Regions from separate parts of the Zea mays genome. Here region 1 is linked to region 2. The links are chromatin contacts, called in public Hi-C maps. All regions are on one chromosome and are shown on one strand. Each heading gives the region's core, a stretch centred on a gene start, on an enhancer-like site or on the middle of the called end of the contact. The rest is flanking DNA. Distances are from core to core; before and after follow the strand shown.

The links. Hi-C and Micro-C count contacts between places; a contact is called where the count stands out from the background.
Region 1: a Hi-C map of leaf shows a contact between it and region 2, with 6 times the contacts expected there. The contact joins the promoter of LOC100285415 here to the enhancer-like site in region 2. A contact is called at or near these places in 2 of 25 Hi-C or Micro-C datasets (ear and leaf).

What each region holds. Positions count from the first base shown.
Region 1 is chr2:192,979,156-192,984,162 of Zm-B73-REFERENCE-NAM-5.0, reverse strand. It overlaps LOC100285415 (RING-H2 finger protein ATL5F), which reads left to right and starts at 2,042. Exons shown (of 1, transcript NM_001158308.2): 1 at 2,042-3,520. The coding sequence starts at 2,206. The coding sequence ends at 3,279.
Region 2 is chr2:192,637,676-192,642,372 of Zm-B73-REFERENCE-NAM-5.0, reverse strand. No RefSeq gene overlaps it. Among protein-coding and RNA genes, the nearest start is that of LOC103647502, 15 kb to the right of the region's middle. Within about 2 kb of position 3,047, at least 18 of the 20 cell types and tissues checked have an H3K27ac peak or open chromatin away from gene starts, as enhancers often do. A contact at or near this core is called in ear and leaf, where this site is marked.

The sequences.
Region 1 (5,007 bases), core at 793-3,292, 340 kb before region 2:
CGCGCGCAGTCTAACGAAACCGGCGGGAGCGGAGGCCATGTACCTGCCAGATGCGGGGATAGACATGGAAGGCGGCACGACTGAAGGCAAGTTGGCGACGGTTACGTCAGCAAGTGCCCGGAGATGGCACAACAACCAGACTTTGGCCCCACCTACAGGCTTGTAACCTCCCCTGAGGCGGGCCCCGAGGCCACTGTCTGTACCCAGGAACAGGGGTACCCCTTACTATAGTAAGGAGGCGCGGTACCCCCACCACGTGGACAACTCCGAGGCCGCCAGATGACCAGAGAAGGTAACATATACCGTGATACCATCTGTGGATCCAGACCCCTGTGAAAGAATGCCGGACCTCGGCATACCTACCTGGGACCTTAGTGTTCCCCTAAATGGGACCCGGACCCTTCTAAGAGAGGTCCGAACCGTCCACTACAAGATCTCGGGACGAGGAGTACCCTGGCCTAAGTCGAAGGCGTACAGGGGTCCGGCACAGACACTTGTCTGGGTCCTGCCAGGCACGCCTACGCTCCCCGCTCAGGCAGGGACCCGGTGCTACCACGTGGCCTACGGATCATGACGTAAGCCGGAGAGCAGAGCCTGACGTAAGGCCACACGGCCGTGCGATCTCTGCATTTATTGCGGAGATCACACGCCGCCTGACCGACCTGCAGATGGGTGATGTGCCGACTCGGCATTTAATGTGCCCCGTCCACTCTGCTGGCAGGCGGCGACCAGACTAGGCGGCGCGCCTGTTCAATCAAGCAGCGGACAGTACGCCCACACCGCTGCACGCACGCAGTAGTCATCATGACTTAAACAATACCGAGGAACCTTCTGCAGCACGCCGATTCTACTCAAGCGGCGGATGTCGGGGCATAGGGAGATAACACAAGGTGACCGACATTAGTTGCTCCGGGTATTCCATCCTTATGTCTCTGGACCCACATGTCGGGGTACGAAGTCTTTTGTGCATGCCCCCCTTCAACTATAAAAGGGGAGGCATGCGACGTTACAACACAAGTTCATTCAGACTCTCAAGCTTCCATAGCAACCCAACACACAGTGGAGTAGGGTGTTACGCTCCGGCGGCCCGAACCACTCTAAACCCTCGCGTGTTCTTGTATTCGTCCATCCATCTCGCATAACAGGCAAAACGCTTATGTCCCTCCTCATCTTAGGATTTAGGGCGGGTGCACTCCGCCACCCGGCCGGAGATTTCCTCTCTGACAAATATTATGATATGCACATATAAATAAGGACTATCCGAGCAATAACCGGATAAAAAATGAAGTTATGGTTAGTGATTGATGATTTTATATCTTTATATGCAGTTATAATGAGACAATTTATTGGATTCAAGCTTTATAGAACACATAAAGGGAGGGTTTAAGTCCTAATTTAGGTTCCCATCGAATCCCCGTGAGGGTAATTTTTATCCTCGTTCCCAACCCGTTAAATTTCGGATCCCCGCCCTGCCATCCTCGCGGGGAAATTTTTGCCCCATCCCTGTCTTAAGAGAAAAAATGTTATTTTTAAAACAACTCTAATAGTTCTCTAAACAACTATCTAAAACTTAAATTTAAGAAGTGAACAGAAAAATATTTCTCCAATAGTTCTTCAAATAGACTTGCTAAATTTAGCAATTTGCTATCTAACCTCGTTCGTTCTCTAGATTTAACAACTTGATAGTCACCGTTACATAGAGTTAGCGTCGATTTCTTCGCAACCGCATGCTCATATTTTTGTTTATCCTGGCCAACTAGTGTTTGACTTTCCGTAAGCCAATACTGGCCAGGTCAGGCTTGACGCTCAGCGCAAGAGGAAACGCCATCACGGAACAGCGTTTCTTCACCGACATGTGCGCTCAGAATAGTAGCAGGACTTATTGAGGCCACAGTGTCAGAGAGAGTGTTGGTAAAGTCGCAGGTGTTGGGGACTCGCAGTCGCAGTCGCCCTCGGCTGTCCATGCGAATGCGATCCAGCTCCACAGTCCACACCAAAGCTCGCCAAACCTTTTACCAAACCCACCAACAGCGACCAATCCACTCCACGTATCCCCCTCCATTCCCAACCAGACTAGCCCACCAGTCCACCACCAGTCCACCACCGCCCCCTCGCGCACGCGCACCTCTCGTCCTCTCCGATGCGCGCCTTCGAGCCGACTCCGCCGCCGCCGCTGCACCAGCCCCAGCCCCAGCCGAGGTAGCCATGTACACGGTGCGCCCGCACGCGGCGGCGACGGTCACCCTTAACTGCACGGAAGCACCGCTCGACTGCCTCCCCCTCTGCCCCGGCGGCGGGGACGCCTGCTTCGAATACGTCCTGCCCCCACCACCCCCGATCCCGGTGATCCCGCGCGCGCCGGTCGCCGACCGCCACGCGCCCGTCCGCCTCATCCTCGTTATCTCCCTGCTCTCTATCTTCCTCTCCCTCTCGCTCGGGCTCTCCACGCTCCTCCTCTACCGCCGCCGCCGCCGCCTCATCCTGCGACGACGCCGAAGCCTCGCCGCGGCCACCGCCGAAGGGCCCGACGACGAGGAGGAGGGCGGGGGCGGTGGAGGGGTGGTGCACCACGTGTGGTACATCCGGACGGTGGGGCTCGACGAGGCCACCATCGCGTCCATAGCCGCTGTGGAGTACCGCCGCGGGGTGGGCCGGAGCGGGGACTGCGCGGTGTGCCTCGGCGAGTTCAGCGACGGGGAGCTGGTGCGCCTCCTCCCGCGCTGCGCTCACCCGTTCCACGCGCCCTGCATCGACACCTGGCTCCGCGCCCACGTCAACTGCCCGATCTGCCGTTCCCCCGTCGTCGTCATTCCCTCCGATCTACCCGTCGATGCCGCGGAGGCTGAGGCAGGCGGTGCCCAATTGGGAGAACACTACGTTCACGAGGAAATGTCGCTGTCTCAATCTGAATCGGAGACTGAGGGCTCGGAGGACTCTGAGGCGTCGTCAGCCTCAGCCACTCAAAGTGAAGGCACGTCTACAGCGGAGGAGAATGGAAGGGACACGCCCAAGCCAATTAGGCGCTCGGCTTCCATGGATTCTCCGTTGTTTGCCGTAGCTCTTCCTGAAGCAAATGATGATGTGGTGCGGTATAATTGCAAGTTGCCAAATCCCCGAGAGATGAAGGTCTTCAGGGCGAAGGAGAAGGAGGCCGCAGGCATTTCTTCGTCCTCGTGTCAGTCAGGCCGGTTCAAGATTGGCAGGTCCATGTCAAGCAGTGGCCAAGGGTTTTTCTTCTCACGGAATGGCCGCTCCAGTGGTGCTGTGCTGCCACTGTGAGTTGGTATGTTTTTACTGTCAATTGGTTGCAGCCTCAGCAAAGCCGGGAGCTGGTAGTGTGTCAGAGTTTGTTGATAGAAAACGCAGAGAGCTGAAGTTGCTCTCCGAGAAAATCTTCATTTAGGTGTGAGTTATTCATGAGAGCAATTGTTGTCGCTAAGGATTGCTGGAGTGATACGGTTGTGTAAGCTTCGAAGTTCCAAGTATGATAACTAGCTTGGCCTGAGTCAATTCGGGTGAAGCTGATGTCTGGCTTCTCCATATATACTTGTTATGTACTAGTAATCATGCAAGAAGGAATGGACTTACACTTGTATCAACTCTGTGCCTTAAAGAGCAAACATACTATAAATTAAGAATATGTTGCTGGGGAGACCAGTACTTCCTGTTGATGGTGTATGGTATTATTAGATGTCTTTGTATGGATAACACTGAACATGTATTGAATGCAATCCTATATCAGTGATTTATCATGTGGTTATCACATCATGTGGATGTTAAGATCCAGTTAGCACAACTACTAACAGAATATCTTGTGTGCTAACTTATTGCAGATTTTAATGTGAGCTTTTCCTATTGGCTGGGGTAGGAAATGAACTGCATATACAATACTACGGTGTTCTCCTGTATATCAAGGTGGGAAGATTCACCAAATTGAGGTACCTGAATACCTGATGTTCTGATGGCTGTTTCCTCAGTAATTTTTAACAAGTTTTTGTACATTTTAAACATATAAGCGATAGTATTCATGACTCATGGATTTGGGCATTATTCATGTTTTAGATCTGTAAGGTTGTTCTTGGCCATTGTGGGTGGCTGTGGCCAAGTTGCTTTTATTTATGTGAGATATTTGATTACAGTGTTGATTTGATTGCTTCTAAGATAGTACTACATAAAGATATTTCATGAATGATGAATTAATAATAGTTCGAGATACTTGTTATAAGCCTTATCCAGTTTACAGGTTTTAGTTGAATTTTTTTAATAACAAATTAAAATAAGAAATAACACAATAGTTCATTTCCATTTGCTCTGTATCACAATGATTTTTACTACTGCGATTGCAGATTTGATCTCCATGTTCTACTCTTTTCTTGTGTCATTTCAATGCTAACTGTAAGCTATCATAGCTCTTATGAAGTTAGGAGGTTAATGGCAAGGAACATCGTCATCAGCTCATCATCATCAACAACAACAACAACAACAACAAAGCCTTTTATCTCAAGCAGATTAATGACAAGAAACATGTTTCACAAAAATGCATCTTTAGGAGACTTAGGAACTGCATAGTGAGAAAAACTACTCATAAATTCGTTCTTAAAGTAACTGAGTTTGGTAAGCTAAATCCTTTTTGTGTGTGGTGGAAATCAGTAGGTAAAGCATGTCTTTCTGCTCTCCAAGCATGAAAAAGTATGGGGTCGCTACATCAACATTCTGTTCTATGCCTTTCTCTTTAACCAATATTACACAGAGAGCTCATATATTACACTTAAGAGCACATAAAGTATACTAAAATGCCAACTTAAAGATAACTTTCACACTGTAACATTTGTAAATGCTAGTTGAGTAAACATGTTGAACTCTATCAAAATCCGAAGATTAACTGAATTTAGTTGTTACCACAGTTACTGAAAGATTAAATAAAATTAAGTTGCATCAATTCTTTTGGTGCTTTAACTTTTTTTCATTTACCTGTGATAGTACGAGGTCCCCATCCATAAACCTTTG
Region 2 (4,697 bases), core at 1,798-4,297:
GGCTCGGACTCGGGCTAAGACCCGGAAGACGGCGAACTCCGCTCCGCCCGACCCCAGGGCTCGGACTCGGGCTAAGACCCGGAAGACGACGAAACTCCGCCTCGCCCGACCCCAGGGCTCGGACTCCGCCCTGGCCTCGGCCGAACGACCTCCGCCTCGCCCGACCCCATGGCTCGGGCTCGGCCTCGGCAACAGAAGACAGACTCAACCTCGGCTTCGGAGGAGCCCCCACGTCACCCTGCCTAGGGCACAGGCCCGCCACGTCAACAGGAAGCGCCATCATCGTCCTACCCCGAATCGACTCGGGTTACGGAGAACAAGACCAGCGTCCCATCCGGCCAGCTCCGCCGGATGGGCAATGATGACACTCCACAAGCTTTGTGACGACGGCGGCCCCCAGCTCTCTTACGGAAGCAGGGCGACGTCAGCAAGGACTCGACCGCTCTAACAGCTGTCCCTCCGCCAGGCTCCGTCGCACCTCCGACAGCCACGACATCACGCCAGCAAGGTGCCAAGACCTCTCCGGCTGCCACATTGGCATGTACCTAGGGCGCTAGCTCTCTCTCCGCTAGACACGTAGCACTCTGCTACACCCCCCATTGTACACCTGGATCCTCTCCTTACGACTATAAAAGGGAGGACCAGGGCCTTCTTAGAGAAGGTTGGCCGCGCGGGACCGAGGACGGGACAAGCGCTCTCTTGGGGCCGCTCGCTTCCCTCACCCGCGTGGACGCTTGTAACCCCCTACTGCAAGCGCACCCGACCTGGGCGCGGGACGAACACGAAGGCCGTGGGACTTCCACCTCTCTCACGCTCGGCTCCGGCCACCTCGCCTCTCCCCCCTTCGCGCTCGCCCACGCGCTCGACCCATCTGGGCTGGGGCACGCAGCACACTCACTCGTCGGCTTAGGGACCCCCTGTCTCGAAACGCCGACAATTATAAAACTAATTTGTCAGCCGAAGATTAAAAGACGAGACGAATCTAGTCCAGTTAGTTGGGTCTATATTTCATACTCCTATTTAAAAGTCAAACGCTTGATGTGACCCGGGCTAAACTTTAACAGAAGCAACCAAACACCCCCTAATATAACACTTGTACATGCGTCAACTGTCCAGTCCTGAACGCGCTTGACCGGGCTAATTTACCGCGATCTGTCGGTGGTAGATCAGCGAAACGAACCCATCTTTTTCCCGTCCAGTCGCGGCCACACATCATTGCCATTCGTCAAGGCACGCACGGCGCCAAAGCCGCCGAGTGGTCGCATGCGAGAAAGCCCCCCGGCTCGGAAGGGAGCAGAGAGAGAATAGACACGGAGAGAGAGAGCCGTCTCGCGAACGGTAGCCGGGTAGGTATACTGGAGTACTACTACTACGACGACGATCCGCCGTGCGGGTTCTGATTGGGACGTATCAGCGGGCTCGGGGTCACAGGGCGCCGCCGAAAAAGGCGCGCGTGAAAGGGACAAAACGAGGCGTCGCCTCCAGGTCTCCGGCTTGGATCGCCCTACGGCGTGCGATGGGAGTACGGGTGCGCGGGGAGGGGAGACTGGCAGACTGCAGTGCAGGCACGCAGGCGTCACATGCGGCCAGCAGCGCGGCCTTGCGACCCGGCTTTGCGTCGCGCCGCTTTGCCGATTCCGGCGTCGGGTTGCCGCTTGGTTGTTTGCCGCTTGCTCCACGCGCTCGATCACTGTTTGCCCAGCCGGATCAGACGTGAACCGGCCGCGCGAGGCGGCGTGGGGCTGTGGCCTTGAATCCTTGACTAGGGATGAAAACGGTTTCGAAATTTTTCGGTTTTCCGGAAACCGTTTTCGATTTTTATCCGACCGAATTCAGCGGTAACGGTATTTTCGAAAACGGAATCGGTTGTCGGAATTTTATATCGAAATCGGTATCGAAACCGGTTTAGCATTTTGCCGACCGTTTCCTCCGGTTACCGAATTTAATCAGAATTTATCGAATATAGAATTCGGAATTTTCCGAAATTTAAAATAAAAAACAAGATAAACGGGCCAAAACCCACATTTTCAATCTGGCTCAAGCCGCCGGTCTCCTGCCCGCTCAGAACTTTGCCCGCTCAGAACTTTGATAATTGACTGCGGCAGGGTATCTATTTATATAGAATAATTTGTGCACCGTGCAGTTTACTAAGCGAGGTAGGACTAAGTGATAAAACTGCGCTCGCTACTGCCGGTCTGCTACATCGCGCTAATGGGCTGTAAGGTGCGCTAATGAGCTTACCGTGCGTGCGTGGTGCGACAGACGGCGGGAGCAGGGCCTCGTATATATATATGGCTCTATATATATTCCGTGCCAAAAAGGTTGAGGTGTTTGAACTTTTGATCTTTGTGAATTGTGAACTTTTGGTATTTGTTGTATTATGAGCTTATTATGTTATATGTTTACCGATTGTATTTTAAATTTCGATCGTTACCGGTGTATTTTCCGTACCGAACTTTCGTTTCCGAAGTTTTCGAAATACCGATATCGTTTCCGTTTTCGGAGTTACCGTTTTCGATTTCATTTCCAATAAAAAATATAAAAATGGTAATGGTTTTAGTGTTTACCGACCGTTTTCATCCCTAGCCTTGATTGCCGTAGTCCGCCTGCTACTCAGTTACTTTTTACATGCGGAGTACTACGTAGTGGTCGGTGGTCACCGCAGTGAAAGCAAGGCCACAGGCTTTGATAGCATGGCGTGCTCTATAGTTGTCCAAACAGGCTGTTTCGGCCAGTAACCAGTCTGGCCCGGCATGGTGACATTTACATTCTTGTAAAACCCTAAACCCTAAGCTCATTTGATAAGCTCATTAGAGGTGTTATTGTGCCAATTAAAACCAAGTTTCGTAAACAATGGAGGCAAATAACCATTCTGTACTTATGAGCTACGACGAAAGGTTTCATAAGCTTCTCTTGAGGTTATCTCGTCTCACTGCCACCTCCCTTCCTCCTTCCCCGCGCAGGCCCAGTAGCCCCACCAGCCAACTCCGCTCCCTACCTTCTGGCCCAGTAGTCGCCAAAGATCAATGATAAGGCCCATAGGGAGCTTAGGTCGCCGTCCCCCGATGCCCTGCCAGTGCCCAAGGATCCCTATCGTCGGGCTGCCGCTGGCCTTATACAGTGGCCGTCGTCAGTCGTCACCTCACTCTCCTTCCCCAGCCGCTGCCATCTTCCCTTCCTCCCTCGTCTTCTCGCTCTCCTGCTCGGGATCTCGCCGGCGCTCCAACATCTCCGGACTCCGGTAGAGCTCCACTCGGTCTCCCCACGCGTCAAGCTGCTCGGTGTTGGCCCTCCGGTAGTCCGGTACCCTCTCGTCGTTGGGGTAGCTGGCTGCGGCGTCAGCATGGCGAGTCGGGGAACCACCCCACCACCGCCCTCCTCTATCGGCTATCCCAAGCCTCACCAGCCCTAGCTCACCTCCTAGCTCCGCCCTCGAGCACTAACGTTCATCCTACCGGAGTACCTGGACCCCTCGCCGAAGCTATAGATGGCCAAATGGGCCGTGCTTGACGGGCCGGCCCGAAGCACGGCCCATTTAATAGTGCCGTGCCGGGTCCGGCACAACAGCCGTGCCGTGCTTGGGCCGCTGCCTCGGTCCGCAGTGCCGGCCCGGCCCGGCAAGATTATATTTTTTTTTATTTTATAAAACATAGTATATATATTAAGATTTTATATTTGCTATTTTCAACAAAAACACTAGAGTTCTACTGGTTAGTCGCTTACGGATAGTGCTCTCAGCCGTGTAGAAGGAGGGCGTGGTTTCGAAACCTCAATTCCACACAGTTTTTTTTGACATTTTTCTGATTTAATGGGAACCTGGACACGTTAAACGGGCCGGCCCGGCACGGCTACCAGGCCGGCGTGCCGTGCCGACATTTTTCTGATTTAATGGGAACCTGGACATGTCAAACGGGCCGGCCCGGCACGGCTACCAGGCCGGCGTGCCGTGCCTGGGCCGCGTCTGCGGCACGCGGGCCGATCGGGCACGGCCCGATTATGTGTCGGGCCTAACGGGGCCGTGCCGGGCCGCCCGTTTGGGCAACTCTAGCCGAAGCGACTGCGCAGGCCGAGTTCACGACAAAAAAGACTGCACTGCCACCGCCCACCATCAGCCACGGGGCCTTCACCGAGTGTTGGTGCCTTTTTGTCACCAAACACTATAATGAATCGTTTAGCGGTACTTGGCACCTTGGTTTCGGCTCCGCAAGGTGAACAGTAGTGGCGGCCTGCGACAGGTCGCCGGATCGCCTGGTAGTGCCCTCTGTGACGGCGCGGACGGTCCGCGGCCTTGGGCCGGACGGTCCGCGGCCTTGGCGCAGGAGCGGTGTCTTCCCTGCGTCACACCGGACGGTCCGCAGCTCTGGGCCGGACGGTCCGCGACCTGGCGACAGGATCGTCTTCCTCCTCCTTGCTGGAATCTAGATCTCATCCCCTGGGGGAAAAAGATCTTAAGGTGCCCCGGGTCGACAGGTCACCCGGGACGTCCCCAGACGACGTGGAGTCGCCTAGGAATTAAGAGATCAAATCGAGGAAGAGGTCTTGGATGGACAACTAGATCTTGCCCCCCGGGAGGGGTGAGATCCTAGGGTCGTCTTGGGATCGGCAGGCCACCCAAGACGGATCTAGACGACGTAGAGTCGAATAGGGGCGGAGGTGGATATACGGAAGGCTACAACTAGAACTATGCTACATCTACT